Linked DNA regions of Zea mays: region 1 is linked to region 2. The links are chromatin contacts, called in public Hi-C maps. All regions are on one chromosome and are shown on one strand. The core of a region is the stretch at or near the end of the contact, and the rest is flanking DNA. Distances in the headings are between cores, read along the strand shown. Region 1 holds the start of LOC100274384. Region 2 holds the start of LOC100383198 (Endosomal targeting BRO1-like domain-containing protein).

Region 1 (3,275 bases), core at 541-3,040, 190 kb before region 2:
CATGACTAGCTGAAGTATATATAGTGCAGGCCCAGGATGGGGATGACCTTACGTACTCAGCTATGGCATTATAGTAGTACTCTACTTGGCTGCATTAACAAGCAAGCGAGAGATGTGAGGGAGACAGGAGAACGAGCTCTCCCCGCTTCGGCACGGCATTCCGGGATCCAATCTGCAGCTGGCCGCCGACGCCTCTGGCCTCTCTGCGCTCGCCGCACGGCACGGCACGGCATGGCATGGCATGTGTGGATCCGACGGCAGGAGGCGGACGGAGTTGGCGTGCAATTACTTGATGAATCGTGTGGTGTTGTCGTCTTATAGTCAAGTGACCCGCAAATGCAGTGTCTGGGATTTGTCATCAGGTCAGGACATGACACAGGGACCCATTAATGGCACCGCCTTTTTTTTATTCTTGGGAAGTCTGAGGTCTTTGCACTATCTATCTGTGCTCCTTCATGAACACTGACTAGTTTAATGGAACAAAGCACGCATGGGTGGAGTCGTGGAGTGAAGAGGTGGTGCCGCTAAGCCACCATTTTTTGTTTTCTGACAGGAAGATGGAATGCAAGATGAAGGCCGCCGATCAAGCGCCAACAGACTCGGGCCCATTACCCGCTGCTGGAACCTGGAATACCCGCAAACATAACCCCCCCCCAACCCAACCTTTTGCTTTAACATAGCACAAAGAAGGCCGCGAAGAAGTTGGGTTCGGTCTTGATAATTGAGAGACACCAGACCTGACATTCTCAGTCGCGTTCGGCGTGAGCTGAATGATTGATGTGATTTCAGGCGCTACGGAGTCGGTCGTTGAGGCTTGTAATTGCGACTTGCTTCGTTCCTACCTACCTAGTAGTACTCTCATACAGCGGTAGAGTGGAAAAAAAGAGAGATATCTGAAATTGACTGCGAGTGAAATCCATCATAGATGTATTTGGTAAGGGGTCTAGCAGTACAAGTGTGTTCAGTTCATCGGGGACCGAAAAAAAAAGATCGAAGCTGGCTCGATCTTGAAAAGGCTCAGGAGCATCGAGCAAGCTGTCGGTTTTTCCATCTAGTAGATGGAATGAGCCAAGCCGAGCCATTTAGACCTACCAACCGTGTCAAACTAAGTAATTTATAAAATAACAATATATATTAAATAATTTTATAAATAATAGAATTATTTCTTAGCTTTTGATTTAATTTATTTTATAATGTAATAATATTAATTAGGATGTAGCTTGAGCCTACCTTTAGACGAGTCAAGCTTTATTCTTAAACTCATGTAATGGACGAGCCGAGTCTAGCTAAGGTAGAACCGTCATCGAGCCGTCTCGTTTCCGGTGTTCATACTTTTGGAGTGGCCGTTCGTGTTTGATGAATATTTTACCGATACTCGTATCTTGTGGTCGAGTTGCACTTTTGTGGTTGTTCATTAAAGAATAACAATATTATTATTCAATCGGCTGGCGGATAAGCGTGGATTATCGGCTGCGACTCGCTGATTCTGGCAGAGCTGTTTATATTGTTGTTGCAGAGCAAAGTCAACAGCTGCAGCGGCTACAGAAATTGAACTGACCGAAGCCAATTTTTTAAATTTAATTATTTTGTAGAAAATACTACCAACATTTATATCTTTAGCTAAGATTGTTAAAATACTATATTCACTAATTAATACAACAATATTTTAATATCATAAGTATCATTTTTATATAAACTTAAGCAAAATTAAAATTATTTGAAAAGTGAAAGTGGGAATCGCATGACCCGGAGCACCGGCCGAAGCAGGCCGAAACCCAGCCCGAGAAAGGAGGAAGAAAAACTAGAAACCCTAGCGATGCTGCAGATCCGCCTGAGCAAGATTGGCTCGTCGGACTCCGGCGGTGCCGCCGCTAGCACGGCAGCTGGCGCCGGCGCCCCCGCCGCGGTTGGGGCGGCTGCGGCGCTCGGTGGCAGCATCCTGGAATCGGTCACCGTGGCATGCCCCGACCACCTCGTGATCGCGGACCTCCCCGTCGCGAAGAGCCTCGGCGCCGTCACGACCTCCGCTGCCGCCGCCACGCGCGCCATCGGCCGTCGCTCCCGTCGCCCGCTCGGGGAGCGCGTCCACATCTGCTCCCGCTGCGAGTTCCCCATCGCCATCTACGGCCGCCTCGTACGGACTTGCTAAGCCCTTTTCTTTTATGCGGCTATCAAACCTCGAACATGTTCCGCTCGTGTTGCTGCTAAGGAAATTAGAGGTTTAGTTAACCGCGTGTGTTGTTGAGCCATTTACCACCACAAACCCTACTATTCCTCTGTTGATAGCATAAGTGAAAATGGAGCAGCGGATGTGCATCATTTTTGTTTTATGCGCCTGTGTTTAGACTGTTGGACAAAAATACCGATACTTATTGTAGTAGCTCAGCGGGAATGGCTATTGCCTCAGTGTTCTAGCGATTCCATTGTAAGGAGTGCCAATGTTATCTCGTTCTGTTTCTGGCAGACAGTCAAGGGAAGCTAAGATCTACTGGTTAGCGATTGAATGAAGGCAGTATTGCCGTTCTCTTACAATGCTAGTACATCTATTTGACTATTTGTTTTAATGGACCACACAGGATTTGCTTTTTGGTGATACTGACCTAAGGAATGGATAAATAGACTACTCACAGTTTCATTCAATTGCGTCATGAAATAATATTTTGGCTTCAGTTGCCACTCTGGCTTTTAAGCTTGATCTAGTCATATCTATAGCAAATCGAGCATCTCCAAAACTCCATCATCCAATTCTCCTAATGACTTGCAAAAGACATAAGAATCTATATGAGTGTTATATTGTAAGATACAATGCTTCATGTGAAAACTTGATGGAGAATTCAAGTACATTATACATCTTTGAGTCTCGGAGGAGATCCATTGATCCAGTTCCTTACATGATAGTTGATACCTAGACAACTAGGAAGTGCAGCTTGCAACTCAGGCTGCTTCATCATCCTCATGCGCTTCATCCCCAGTTTTTTCTGCCATCTAATCACAGCCTGGGAAAAAATCAAGCAAGAAGAACATTAGATCAGTTATCAGTAGCACTAATTGATTCTACTAAGTACTAACTCGCTAGCAACTACTGGTTTCAGGCAAGGTCAAGGGAGGAGAGGTAATAAACTTACCGCTGAGTCGCTGCTGATCTGATGTGCCACTACGGGAGCGCATGTTGCGTGGTTGCACGCGGGCAGGCTTGTTGGTAGCGTGTGTCACTAGCTCACTGCGGTTGTCGCTGTGGGCCTTGAGGTGGATCCATAGCTGTGCGACTGTAGTTC
Region 2 (3,028 bases), core at 458-2,957:
ATCTAAAACTTCAGACAAAGAGGTAGGCTTTACAAGGGACGCTGCAGAGAGGGCTCCCAAGGAACCAGCAGCGGGAACCCGCATCAGGTAAACACGATCATTCTCCTTCATAGCCCTTTCCAAGTTCGTTTTCATGTTACTTTCCAGCTTGTTGACGGAATCCATAAGCTGGGCAGCAACTCCCTTCGCAGCCTTCTTAGCATCTGCCAAGGCACTCATACCAATCTTCAAGCGTGCAATTTCCTCAGCAATTTCTTCTTTCTGATGAAGATCTAATGAATACCTATAGCAAGCATCGGCATAGAATTGAGCAGCTTTCAGCTGGACATGGGACACCCATGTCTTATCAAAGTGCTGACTTAGAGGAGGTGCACTGAGAGCTGCATATGCTTCTTCATAGAATATGCCCACCTGAAAAGATATGTGAACATGTGATGACCAAGAATTAGTTAGATAGCACATTGACACCAAAGTTTTGCAGAAGAAAGAACTGTGTGGCATCATGAATAAGAATGTGCTGTATTAATAGTAGCTAGAAATGAACCGTGCAACTCATATACAATTAAGTCCTCATATAAAACTAAATCGAATCAATTGTAGGAACTAATCTCACAACTGGATACACACATGAACTTGCTTGTTAAGTCCTAAATATATTCAATCAAACAAGTTAACCACCCCATATGCCTATCAAATTATTCTAGAATTAAGTTTACCTTGATGTTAGATAAAAGGACTTCCATTGTTAAGGTTTAGCATAGTATAATTCTCTGTTAGTTATAAGCCTTCAACACTACAGCATCGTGAATTCACTTTATGACTGGTAAACATATTGTCAATGCTTAAACAACTTAAGCAACATTCAGAGCATTCATTCATTCCACATCAATCCAATCTAAGCTCCCAAACCGCAAACCTGAACAACAGAAAGTAACCACGCACCTGCCGCGCCACCTTGGAGCACAGCGCTGGTGGCTTCCCTCCACCTATGACCTTCTCGAAGAAGCACTCCTGCGCCTGCGCGAGCATGAGTTTCTCCAGCATGCCAGCGCACTCGGGCGTGATGTCCACGGTGGTGGTTCCCGCAGCAACAGCCTTGGCTGCGACCCCGCTCTCCCTGAGCCATGCGAACGCCCCCGCCGCACTCTGGAAGGCACCGCACGCGGTCTTGATTCCGACGTCGGTGGAGCGGTCCGCAGCGACCGCGATCTGGGAGTAGACGGCGCCGAGGTTGAACAGCACGGAGGCCTTCTCGAGGTGGATGGAGGCGAGGGCGCACTTCTTGTTCCCCTTGAAGGCGTCGTGCCAGGTGAAGGTGAGGGAGTGGACGTGGGCGCGGTCAGGGGAGATGGGGAAGCGGGGCTCAACGAGTGCCAGGGCCCGCGCGTAGGCGAGGAGCGCGTCGCGCCGCTGCTCGAGGGAGGACGGGTCCGGGAGGGAGGGCTGCTCGACAGCGGCGCGGAGGTCGCGCACCACGCTAAGGTCGTCGTCGGCCGCCGCGGCCTCGCGTTCCGAGTAGGTGGAGGCGATGTAGAGGCGCAGCGGGCGGTAGAGGTCAGTGGCAGTCGTTTTCTTCTCGTGAATCGCAAGCATCACGTTAGAGGACCCCGCCGCCGACGCCATTGGGTGCGGGCGCGGTGGCCAGAGGCGGAGCGGAAGGGGAGGGGAGGCCGGGAGGGGATCGGAGGATGGGGTGGGGTTGGGTGCTTCGACGAAGGAAACTTTAGACTTCGGAGCACACGAAGGAAACTGTAGAAGAGAATGCTTCGCCGCGTCGAGGAAACTGGTGCCTTGAGATCCGTGCAGGCGGATGGCTGACCGCCTGACCGACGTCGGGGTTGTAGGCGGTGTGTGTCCGTGCCTCCGTGGTCGAAATCGGAACGGAACGCGTCGTCAGTTTTGTTTTAGCGAGTAAACATGGAAAACATAGGACACAATAGGAGATGATATAGAGAATGAGCAGTTACACAAACAAGTTTAAAATATGAAATAATATAGAGAATGGGATAGGTATCTGCATTTATCAGGAATAAGGCTTAAATTGCTCTAGGCGATTAAAGCTTATAGCCTTATATACAAATGATAATGATTGTTGTCCAAGTAATCCTTATCTACAAACGTGCAAACAGCTTTCTAGACCATCAAGTTAGATCTAACCGACTAACCGTATATCACATTTAACATTTAAACTCTTCCACCGTACGCTCTCGCAACATTATAAAAAAACCTCCTAACAAACTACTATTACATCTAAGATTGGATTATGATCTAACTGACTAGAAGGCTCGCTTACATGTTTACATCTAAGACCTGCTTGCACAGAAGTCGTTGACTATACAAATTAGGTAATCATTTCTGGTCGAAATTGTTCTAGTCAATGGTTTCCTTGAAACCAAACACGTCTTTAGTTTTATTCCACTCTTTGTTGCTATCTTTGGAGCATCTCCACTAGTTCCTAAAGACTCCTTAAATTTATTTAGGGTGTTAGTAATAAAAAATTTTGCTTCAAATTTTCCTTAAACGAGGTCCCTAAATATACCAACTTTTTAAATCCTTGTTTAGTTCCTAAATTTAGGGAGTTGTTTCACACTCCCAATAGTCAGTTTTGCTTATCAATCACACCGTGAAATCATTGGTCTGCTATTAAATCGTACCATGTATAAGTGATGCATTTTAAATGATTTAAGCTGCGAAAATGATGAATTTACCATCAAGTTAGCATAATTTAAATATATTTAACAACCTTAGAATTAAGAACTATTGGAGGTTAAGATTATTTGTGTTCCCAATATATATTTAGCAGTTTACTAAATCAGAGTTTAGGAAGCTTTTAAGTGAGCTAATGGAGATGCTTTTAGGCCTCGTTTGGCTATAGGTGTAGTGCACACTAGGACGCTACCACCCACTGGTGCAGTCCCCTGGCACGCTTACTATCAGTTAGGATATTTACCATCGAGCAGGGTAGCCCTGTCGTCATTTGGCTATAAAAGCACACCACCCCTACCGTCATTTGGCATGGTTGTCACTG

Evidence for each region. A called contact is a pair of places that touch in the nucleus more often than the background predicts.
Region 1: a contact with region 2 is called in a Hi-C map of leaf, with 5 times the contacts expected there. The contact joins the promoter of LOC100274384 here to the promoter of LOC100383198 in region 2. A contact is called at or near these places in 2 of 25 Hi-C or Micro-C datasets (ear and leaf).

What each region holds. Positions count from the first base shown.
Region 1 is chr1:233,535,276-233,538,550 of Zm-B73-REFERENCE-NAM-5.0, reverse strand. LOC100274384 reads left to right here and starts at 1,790. Exons shown (of 3, transcript NM_001148744.2): 1 at 1,790-2,134. The coding sequence starts at 1,817.
Region 2 is chr1:233,340,743-233,343,770 of Zm-B73-REFERENCE-NAM-5.0, reverse strand. LOC100383198 (Endosomal targeting BRO1-like domain-containing protein) reads right to left here and starts at 1,707. Exons shown (of 8, transcript NM_001175860.1): 1 at 943-1,707; 2 at 1-411. The coding sequence starts at 1,623.